Linked DNA regions of Cydia pomonella: region 1 is linked to region 2. A link is a contact called in public Hi-C data. All regions are on one chromosome and are shown on one strand. The core of a region is the stretch at or near the end of the contact, and the rest is flanking DNA. Distances in the headings are between cores, read along the strand shown. Region 1 holds the start of LOC133521473 (elongation factor Tu). Region 2 holds the start of LOC133521499.

The links. Hi-C and Micro-C count contacts between places; a contact is called where the count stands out from the background.
Region 1: a Hi-C map of whole body shows a contact between it and region 2, with 7 times the contacts expected there. The contact joins the promoter of LOC133521473 here to the promoter of LOC133521499 in region 2. A contact is called at or near these places in 2 of 2 Hi-C or Micro-C datasets (both in whole body).

What each region holds. Positions count from the first base shown.
Region 1 is chr9:16,274,528-16,279,974 of ilCydPomo1, forward strand. LOC133521473 (elongation factor Tu) reads right to left here and starts at 2,860. Exons shown (of 7, transcript XM_061856452.1): 1 at 2,645-2,860; 2 at 2,091-2,291; 3 at 1,249-1,415; 4 at 400-643. The coding sequence starts at 2,684.
Region 2 is chr9:16,090,822-16,095,695 of ilCydPomo1, forward strand. LOC133521499 reads left to right here and starts at 3,475. Exons shown (of 1, transcript XM_061856502.1): 1 at 3,475-4,364. The coding sequence starts at 3,530. The coding sequence ends at 4,273.

The sequences.
Region 1 (5,447 bases), core at 1,610-4,109, 180 kb after region 2:
CGCAATGCTAGAAAGGTGATGGATGATGGCTAGTCTATTTTGTAAGGCAAACCAACACATTTTCCTATTCAGCCTATCTCTAGTTTAACCTCATACAACATTTTCGTAATTTGAAATGGAACCTTTTTGTATGGTAAATTGGGATTAATTCTGCTTATTTGGTTTCTGGAGAGGTTCTAATTAGATTGAAACAGAATGCACATTGGGCCTTATGAGGTTAAAAATCAATGTGTTTGTTAGCTCTAATGGCAAAGACTAGGTACTCTTTTAGATTTACATCAATTGATTAATAGTCTTAAATAGTATATTTAATTATATTTTATAGAAAATGAAACAAATTCACTTAGAATTGATATCCATATCATTACTATTACAATCTAAACCAGAGAAAATACCAACCTTTAATAACTGGAATCTTATCACCATCATATCCCATTTCGGTCATCAGCTCCCTAATCTCCATCTCAACCAGCTCAACCATCTCCTGATCAGCCGCATCCACTTTATTGATGAACACCACAACATGTTGGATACCGATCTGCTTGGCTAACAGCAAGTGCTCGCGGGTTTGAGGCATGACGCCATCGGTGGCGGCTACTACGAGGATAGCGCCGTCCATTTGGGCTGTGCCTGTGATCATGTTCTGAAAGTGGAGCACTGGATGAAGCATTCCTCAAAAAATAATATAGTTATTTCAGTTGTTAAATTTTCTGTGAATTTTAAGTACTTTCTACTCTGATTATTGCGGGTCCCCACAGAGCGAGCAGACAGCTGAAGCATGTTTTCACTGGCCGGTTTGTGGGCAAGGAAATTGCCTCACATGTATGCTCGCTCTGTGTGGACCTGTCTAGTCACCAGCTCTATCCATTTCAGCAGGAAAAGGTGTCTCAAAGATTGCCATGCAATTTTCAACTGGAATTATGGTAATGCAATAGGAAGAACAAAAGGGCTTGTGATTTTGATTTTGAGTAGAAATCACAGTACATTACAGAAAATATCACAAATAAAGAAAGTGCCATTAAAAAAAGTACTCTCACATATTCAACAATCCTGTTTAAAAGAGTATTCTGAGCTATTTAAAGAAAAAAAAAAAGTGTTAAAGAGGAGGAATAATGAAAACAACATGTGTGAAGATATTTTCGATTTAGACAATCTTTGAAAATGCTGCAATCATTAATTATCTCTAAGATTTTTTTAGGCTGCATAGAATCTAGTATTTAAATAAAAATGGTTTTAACAAGCACAAACCTTAATGTAATCAGCATGCCCAGGGCAGTCTGTGTGGCCATAATGCCTGTTTTCAGTCTGATACTCCACATGGGCCACATTGATAGTAATACCTCGGGCTTTCTCCTCGGGAGCATTGTCAATGTCGGAGTAACCTTTCTTTTGGGCCAAATTGAGATCGGCTAATACTGTAACATTATAAATATTTCTTAATGCTTAGATTCTAAATACCATATTTTGCCACCATCATGACTAATATTTAATTTAGTTGAAACCATCATTTAGTTTTATATAGTTAAAAAGCTTTTTCAATGTTCACCTAACAATGGTGAGGTATAAAGCTCTGTTATCACTAGCTTGCCTGTTTTCAGAAATTTAAATAAGTAAAATAGTATGTAGTCTCACTCTTGACCAATGGATATGTGTACTACCAGTAGCCAGTTTTAAAATTTGGCTGAGCATTTAAAGCTCTGTCGCCCCATATCCACCTAGAACTGACTGCCAGATTGGTAATGCCATTATGCCATTAAGTGTAAGATGTAACATAACTTTCTTATATACCACATTGGTGGCAGATAATTATATTATATGGCGTGCCTGATGGTAAGCAATCACCATATGTATATCTTGAAACTGAGGGGGTGTTACATGCACATTGCCAACCCTTTGTTTGACACCATGCAATGTCAATTGCAAACAATATGGTGGGTCAAGTTGGCCTATCTGGGATAAGCATATATAAGTAAAGATGAAACCAATTGAATGGGTAACACTTTAAGGCCTCTCAGCTGAAGCAGTGCCTGAGTGTGTGTGCTTGACTATCTATAAGGGAACCCTTATTTGACTTATGAAAAAGAACATACCTTTGGTAATGGCAGCTGTTAGGGTAGTTTTTCCATGGTCAACATGACCAATTGTGCCAACATTACAATGAGGTTTGGTTCTTTCGAAGACCTGCTTCTCTGCATAGTTTCTTCGTAATACAATACTCAGAGGGCTAAGGCCAGGAAATCCTGTATTTCTGAGATGAGAACATTGCCCTTGTTTTAGAACTACCTTCAATGCTGAAAAGGTACACAGATTTTAGTGAAGTGCAGTTCAAAATTTAATCAATATCCTAACCTAAAAATTATCTAGAGTCACAAATAGTCAAAAAACAATGAAAACAAAGAAAAAAACGTTACTAATTAAGGCATCTATTATAATAGTGCAATGCATTAAAGACCAATCAGGTTGATTGATCTTTTACATAATAATCACAACCTTAACCATTACTCCGATATAGATATAAATGTATTTTAAATAAATTAACATTACAAGTATTGCGCAAGTAGCATTAGTTACGTCCTAAGATCATTAAATTAACGATATAAGCTACTGAAATGGTAAATTTAAAGAATTATTAACACTATCTTACCTGGGCTAACCAAACTTTTGGCAAAAGATAGAGTCGCCATTATATATTGGACACTGGTATGTGTGTATCAATTAAATAGTTGGTATTTATCGAAACACTATTTACCGACTTTTATTGAGAAAGCTCCATAAAAGCCCGGTAATAAAGAAAAGTTAGTTCAATTTTCCAATACTATTTCCATCTGACTTTTCCGACTGCAAATTAAAATTATCCATAGATATTATAGATTTGGATCATAGACTAATTAGACTATATTTCACGCATGGAGATATAAAGTGGAGCACACTCTAACTTTTTTTATTATAGTAAATTGAACCTTATCACCGAGAGAGAAAGGTGTTCTTATCAGACTAGAGAAAACGGTCCACTTGAGATAGCAAAAGTGGGGCGCGGTATCTCACTCGCCAATTTACCAATGTTAAAAACATACCATTGTGGTAGTATTTATATCAATATGCTACTGAAATTAAATACTGTCTTATACTATTTTAGAGCTATATAGAGAGTGCGGTTCTCAAATCTTTTAAGTAATTTGTAAATAATTATGATGTCAATATTATTAACTGATTAAACCAAGCATGTGCACAACAAAAAAAAACATTAATTTTAATATGTCTACTTGTAGAATCTTTGAATAATAATTGGTATCCCCAACTTGATGACATATTTTCGTGATATTTCCAAAATACGTAAATGCTGGGGCTCAGCATTTAATTGCGAAACATTTTTAAAAAATGGGTAAAAAATGTTGTGTGACAGGTTGTAGCAGTGAAAGTTTTGCTGATTGTGGTATATATTTTCACAGGTGAACCACAATCATTCAATTTTACGATAAAAATACATGACGATAATTGTCAAACTCATTAGGGTGACCATGATGTCGGCACGATGTAAATCAGTTTTACACAATTCTTATTACGTACTTAAGTAAGTTTATCTAATTAGGTATGTCTTTATTTCAGCATGGTTAAATTGGTGGAATGATAGCTATTACACAATAATTAATTGCCAAAATTGAAATCTAAGTCCTTAAACATTCCAGACTAAGTTCTTACATTATATTTTAATACTGAAACATTATATATATAAGTAATCGATTCGATATAGGTTGGAAACACATTAACGTCAGTAGAAAAAGGTGGCAAATTTGAAAACTAGTTGCAATCACAGATCTACGATGAGACATACCATGGGTGTGAATGAGGCAGACTACAAATGAAAAAACGTGACCATTTTGAGTTCGACAGTGGCGGCTAACGGCCGCTATTTATTCATTTTCAAACACATGTCCGGCATCGTAACATATATCTTAAGTATTTTAATCAGAAAATATAAATCTCATCCACATGGAATCCAGTTATTAGTATGTGTAAGCGAGAACGAATATTGGCAGTCGATAAATCGGATATCATTAGTGTTGTGTGTCGACAGAGTAATATCCCTAGTGCTCAAAATGTTCAATAAACAAGACCAAATGCGGGTAGTTCGAAAAATTCGCACGGCTAGAAGATGTTGATGTTAACTTTAGCCAGTCTTCTCCGAGACCACGGGGACAACGCAGTCCTCGAAATGTCGGAGGTAAATTTAAAACTTAATGCATGACGATTAAGTCCCGTTTATATTAGTTACTAATTTATATAAGAAAGATGCTCGGAATTTGCGAACTTCGGCGTTCGCGGTAGGCTCACCTCTAGCAAGCTCCGTAATATTATCGTAAGAAAAAGAATATGGGTGTGTAATGTTTTTAATAATAACAATTTGCGAAATTTCATTTTTCATAATTTGAATTGCATAATTTTGATATGCAGAAATTATGATTTGGTATAAAAACAAATACAATAAAAACGAATTGCATAATTTCGAAAGTAATTATAGTTTAGTAGCATAGTAATGTATTTGCATAACAGGCAACCAGTATAATGTTCACTCTGTATACTATATTATACTCAGAACGTTTTTATTCATGAAAACCAACAGCATAATATTGAAGGTGTGGTTTCACAATCAAACCTCGGCAAATCGTTCATAAACTTTATTTATTTGATTGAGTTTGCTGAAAGTTTAACCACACTGAATTACTAATTAATAAAAAAAAACTTAAACATTATATTTGCATGGAACATAATCGATTTTTCTAAGCGTCAAACTGACCTACATCCGTACTTTACGTCTGTTGACATATATCATTTTACCGCAAAGCAGCGGCCAGTGTGAGTTGGAACCTCTGTGGTTCCTAAGGGATTCAGATAAACTTCATATAAACGCCTAGTGAAAATGAACAAGCAAAAATACAATTTCCGAGACATATGGTTCTGCCCATATAGTCGCAGTTCTACCTAACACTCCTCCTCGCTTCGCTCGTCGTCGTACCTAACGGCGACCAGCTTTGACGTTGAAAAGGTAGATTGTTGTATAATTTTATAGTTTGATTGACACCAAGTATAGTTTGACGACCGGTTTGGCCTAGTGGGTAGTGACCCTGCCTACGAAGCTGATGGTCCCGGGTTCAAATCCTGGTAAGGGCATGTATTCGTGTGTATATTTGTTCCTGAGTCATGGGTGTTTTCTATGTATTTATGTATTTATAAATATTTATATATTATATATATCGTTGTCTAAGTACCCTCAACACAAGCCTTATTGAGCTTACTGTGGGACTTAGTCAATTTGTGTAATAATGTCTTATAATATTTATTTATATCATAGAACACTATGTCACCATTCGTCAAAATTTAGTACTATATTTTAATTATTATACGAAATGTATGTTATAACAAGTAAAATTATTCCTAAGGATTGTTAT
Region 2 (4,874 bases), core at 2,225-4,724:
TTGATGGAGACGTAAATGAGTTAAGTTGTTAGCTAAACTACTTTTAGGTTTATTAGTACAGAAGATTTAATATTGTTTCTTTTTATGAAATGACGATAAATGATGTCGTATTTATTTGTTTAGAAGTTTTGATTAATATTTTATTGTTTAAGATAGTTATAATTTTGTTACCAGTGGTACCATTAAAGAAGGAGTAATGTTTATTGTCTGAATACAAGTTTTGATACGTTTTAACTTTAACCTTTTGTTTTAGTTAATGCACTCTAAATTTAATCGTTTGATTGTTTCTTGACTGCTTTTTTAGTAAAGCTGTCATTGTGTTGTCTTAGCAATTTCTATGCATCCTTTACTACCAATTTCAATTTTATTCTTTTCTATTAAATCGTTTTGTACTACTCGACTTTTGAGCGACTACCATTTACCTACTATCACAAATAGTAAAAATGATCTTATTGGAATTCAGTTAAGTCAGTTTTCTTAAGTAAGCCCACACGTCTTAACTCTAGCTCCCAGCGAAGTGCTAAACGATTGCTATTATAGGCAAAAATCAGAATAAGCGGCGTGATTGTCTTTTGAAACACTTTTTCTTATCGTGTGGGTTGTAAGATTGATGTACCTTAAAAACCCTGGTGTTAGAGTTATTGAGTCGCCAAAGGCCTCTGACATGGCTCTCATGACGAGCACCACCGGATAGATAGCAGCCGGGACCAACGACTTTACACCGTGCCTTCCGAAGCACAGAATCATCTTACTTTTCGGACAATCAGGTGATTCAGCCTGCAATGTCCTAGCCAAACCGGGAATAGTCTCACAAAGTCACAAAGCGACTTTTGCTTGACAGTGTCCCAACCGGGATTCGAACCCGGAAACTCCGAATCGAGAGACAACCGCTCTAACCATTAGACCACGGAGGCTATTGAAACACTGATATGCTCAAAGTGGCAATTCAAAATAGTTACTTACCCAATCGGTAACCAGCTCGAGTCGACATTGCTTAATCTCGTGGACAGTTGTGACACTATCAAAACCATCAGGAATCATTTTAATGGTAAAATCTAGATGAATTTACGAATATTTAGTCAAAATATAATTTGGCGCCCTATTATACGGCCACAAATAATGGATACTTACACGATAGATTCGTCAGCCCAGACGGGCGTATAAAAATCAGAAAAAATAGAAGAAACTACACAATGATGACTAAATTACTGTAAAATTAAAGTATTTCGCATTATTAACAGTATTTTCACCTTTCATGATTAAATTATCGAATAGAAAAAAAAATGAATTATACGACCATAAATCTCAAGTATTTTTCAAAAAATTTCAACCTATATGTCGGAAATTATTGTCGTGGTAAAGAGGCGTAACTACATAATTACTGCTTTTTAGAATACGTAGAACGAAACTAGGCATGACACATGAAACAGACAGTAATTTAAATACTCTATGCAAAATTGTAGAACAATCGGTACATTGTAACAAAAGTTATTCAGTTTTTTGTCTCTCCTGAAAAGTAGGGTTCTTGCTTATACGCCCCTTTAGCATGAAGCCCTCGATATATACTGATAACGATACAATAATTTACTACCATTGAGCTGAGGGTCTAGCCAAGGTGCCAATCGTTTGCGCCGTAGTAAACCTATCACTCTTCCATATTAATTGTGCGACAAAGAGACATTAGGATTTCGTTCGCTACAGCGCATAGATTGGCATCTTGGCTGGACACCCAGATCTGAAGATGGATTCAAAATATGGTTAGTTGACTCTGTACTGGCTACCCCTTGAGGGGAGTCTACTATACTGGTAGCTCAAATAATTTGTTTTGACTTTTTTTTCCTTCCTTGGAGGTAGGAATTATGTTAGTACCTACAGTTGGCAATAGGTAAATATGTTTTTAAAATAAATAAAAAATATATTTTGAAATATCATACGGCCTGCCTGATGGTAACCGGTTGCCGTAGCCCATGAACGCCTGCAAATCCAGAGGTGTTACATGCGCGTTGCCAACCCTAACACTCCACACCCTCGTTGAGCTCTGGCAACCTTACTCACCGGCAGGAACACAACACTTATGAGGAGGGCCTAGTGTTATTTGGCTGCGGTTTTCTGTAAAACGGATGTACTTGCCCAGCAGGGCTCTGCTCTAAATCTGGAATGACATCCACTGTGCTGTGCCCTACCACACTAAGCGAGATGACATTCACAGTGCCCATACCTCTCTTTTGGACGTAGTTTAAGGACATACCCGGGTCCAAAATGTTACTTAAATGCTTATCCCTGTTTCATATTACATTTTAAACAAAGATAAAAAAAGCAGGTGAGGATTTTTCTGCATTTTACAATACCTATAGTAGGTACCTATTTATAAGGTGTATCCCAAATACGTAGAGATAAATTTGCGATCTAACTTTTAAAGGCTCTCTTGATTTAAGATACTCCAAGAACTGCTGAGAAAGTGGCATTTTATTCACAAGAGTGGCAAAGGAATCAGATGCAAATTTTGTGTTGTGTCCTCATTTTGGCTGGTGGAATTGACTTTCAAGTGATGATTTTGAATTGACTTTCAAGTGATGCATTAGAATTTAATAACGTTTATTTGGATTTGAAGTGAAATGTTTTACAGTTAGTAGGTATTTTCCTTGTGTTGATGTGGTGAAAAATGTTGAGTTTCACTCGGTGGCAAAGTTTGTTTAACCCTTGTGCCTTAAAATCCTCTTAACGCTCAAAATTGGAATCATTGGCTTACTCGGGTATCAAATACAGCACGAGGGGTTAAACAACAACTTTTTCTATTTAACAAATAACTATTTTTCTTCGGACCCCTTTGTTTGGCATAATCATTGAAAGTCATATTATCATTAGTCATAACTCTGAAACCGTTAATTTTTCAGGAGGTTCCTTATTTTATCCTCCTGAAAAGTTACGCGTTTCTGAGAAAAACCAAATTATGGCTAACGAAAATGCGGGCAAACAATACATTATGACTTAAAACTTTATGGGAAACAATAGAGACCCATTTTTGTTTCGAATGTTAAATTATCAACGATTTTGTTTATGAACGTAATGTTTTGCCGCTATAATACCTAGTGTTAGTATTTACAAACAAAATGCGTACTTAGATAAACATGTAGGTACCTATAGTATTCAGATAAAGTCAATTGATATAATAATATTGATTGCTATTTAGATATTTAAGAACTATTTCTAACCAATTTATCACTTTTATCAGTATTGGTTAATGTTGTTACCCCGCAATATTCTTAAAATAATTGATAACTCTTTCACAATTTTCCAAGACGTGAATTTATCACTGACTCATCTAACAAACATACGTGCCGTCAACAAATCAAAAACTGAATCATGTAAAACTAATCTAAGAAATAACCTATCTTCATCTTGATATTTATGATGTAACGATGACAGTTATCAGTTACACTTCCTTTAAAATGCCGCATTTCCTGTGCAAGTCGTCATTCAAGTTACAAGTTTGTGAATCATTGGCCAATAAGTTAGACTTTCCAAAAAAATGTATAAGGAATTTGCGGTTCTCGTACTGGCTGTCGCCTCTGCCAGGGGACATCTAGCATGGCCTGGAGGTGATTATCAGGCAGTGCAGGGGCTCTACATCAAGCCCTCCGGCGATGGCACTACAGGAGACCTCTACGTAGCTGCCACGGAAGACAACGGAGTCAGCTCTCAGTGGTTAACCGACCAGCCAGTCAACTTCTTGGCAGCCGGATCACATCCTCAGCCTACCGCTCTTCCTTTATTTTCAACCCTATCAAGTAACGCTCTACCACTTGAGGAATCGACTAGTACTCAAAAACGTGCCGCAATCACAGGCCCGGCTGCAAAATATGCCTACGGTCTTCCTGCTGAATCTGGTTTTTCATCATATGGCTATGCTGGTATTCAGTCTCCCAAGTCTGAAGCAGTTCCGGCGACTGCTACCAAGCCAGAGGCTTCAACGATTGCCTCGGGTTCTGCTGTGCCTCAATATCCATACAATTACTTGTACCCCCATATGGTGCAGGCCGCCTACTCTAGCGCTTTGAAGGTTTTAAAAGATGCTGGTGTAGGTAGTGAGGATGCGTCTAACAACAATGCGATTGCTCCGTACCCGACATCCTATTGGCCTGCTTCCTATTACCCCATGCAGTACATAATGATGGACCCAACTGCTTGGGCTAAAAAGCAAGCCGCCGCTTTAACAACCACAACAGCTGCAACTCCAGTAGACTCTGATGAAGAAAATACAAAGCCTGAATGAAATCTTTAACAATAGTATAGTTTAATAATTTATAAGGATTTACTTTAATAATTTATTATTTCTCTATAATTTGAATAAAAGACGAAAATATTTGAGTGGTTTAATTATATTTTTAGTTAGCCTAAAAGCAACTAATCGTACCTAGCGATTAGTTGCTTTTAGGCTTTTATACTTTATCGGGGACGACCACGCGTGACCACGCCGAGACGGCACGTTTTACCATCGTCACGGCAAAGCATGACATCTAATTCATCTAAACGCATCCTTAAGAGGAAAAGAGACGATCGATTCTCCATACAAACATTGATATTGATGACAGAAGGGGTGAGATAATTAGTATGATTTAGGTATATATTTAGCTATATAGGCACTTAGGTATTTATAAATAAAACGACAGAGCTTTTGGGCCGTCAAATACGAACTGGTTTATTCATCGAGCTGTAAGTAGAGTGAACCTGTTTGTTTACATTATGGGGTCGTGACGGACCACAACCACAGGGCGGCTAATATTAATTTTGACATTATGGAAAAAAAATTACACAACTTGATGTAGTTTAGTCAAAGCTATGCCCCACCGTTTGATTTTTTCGATTTTTTATAT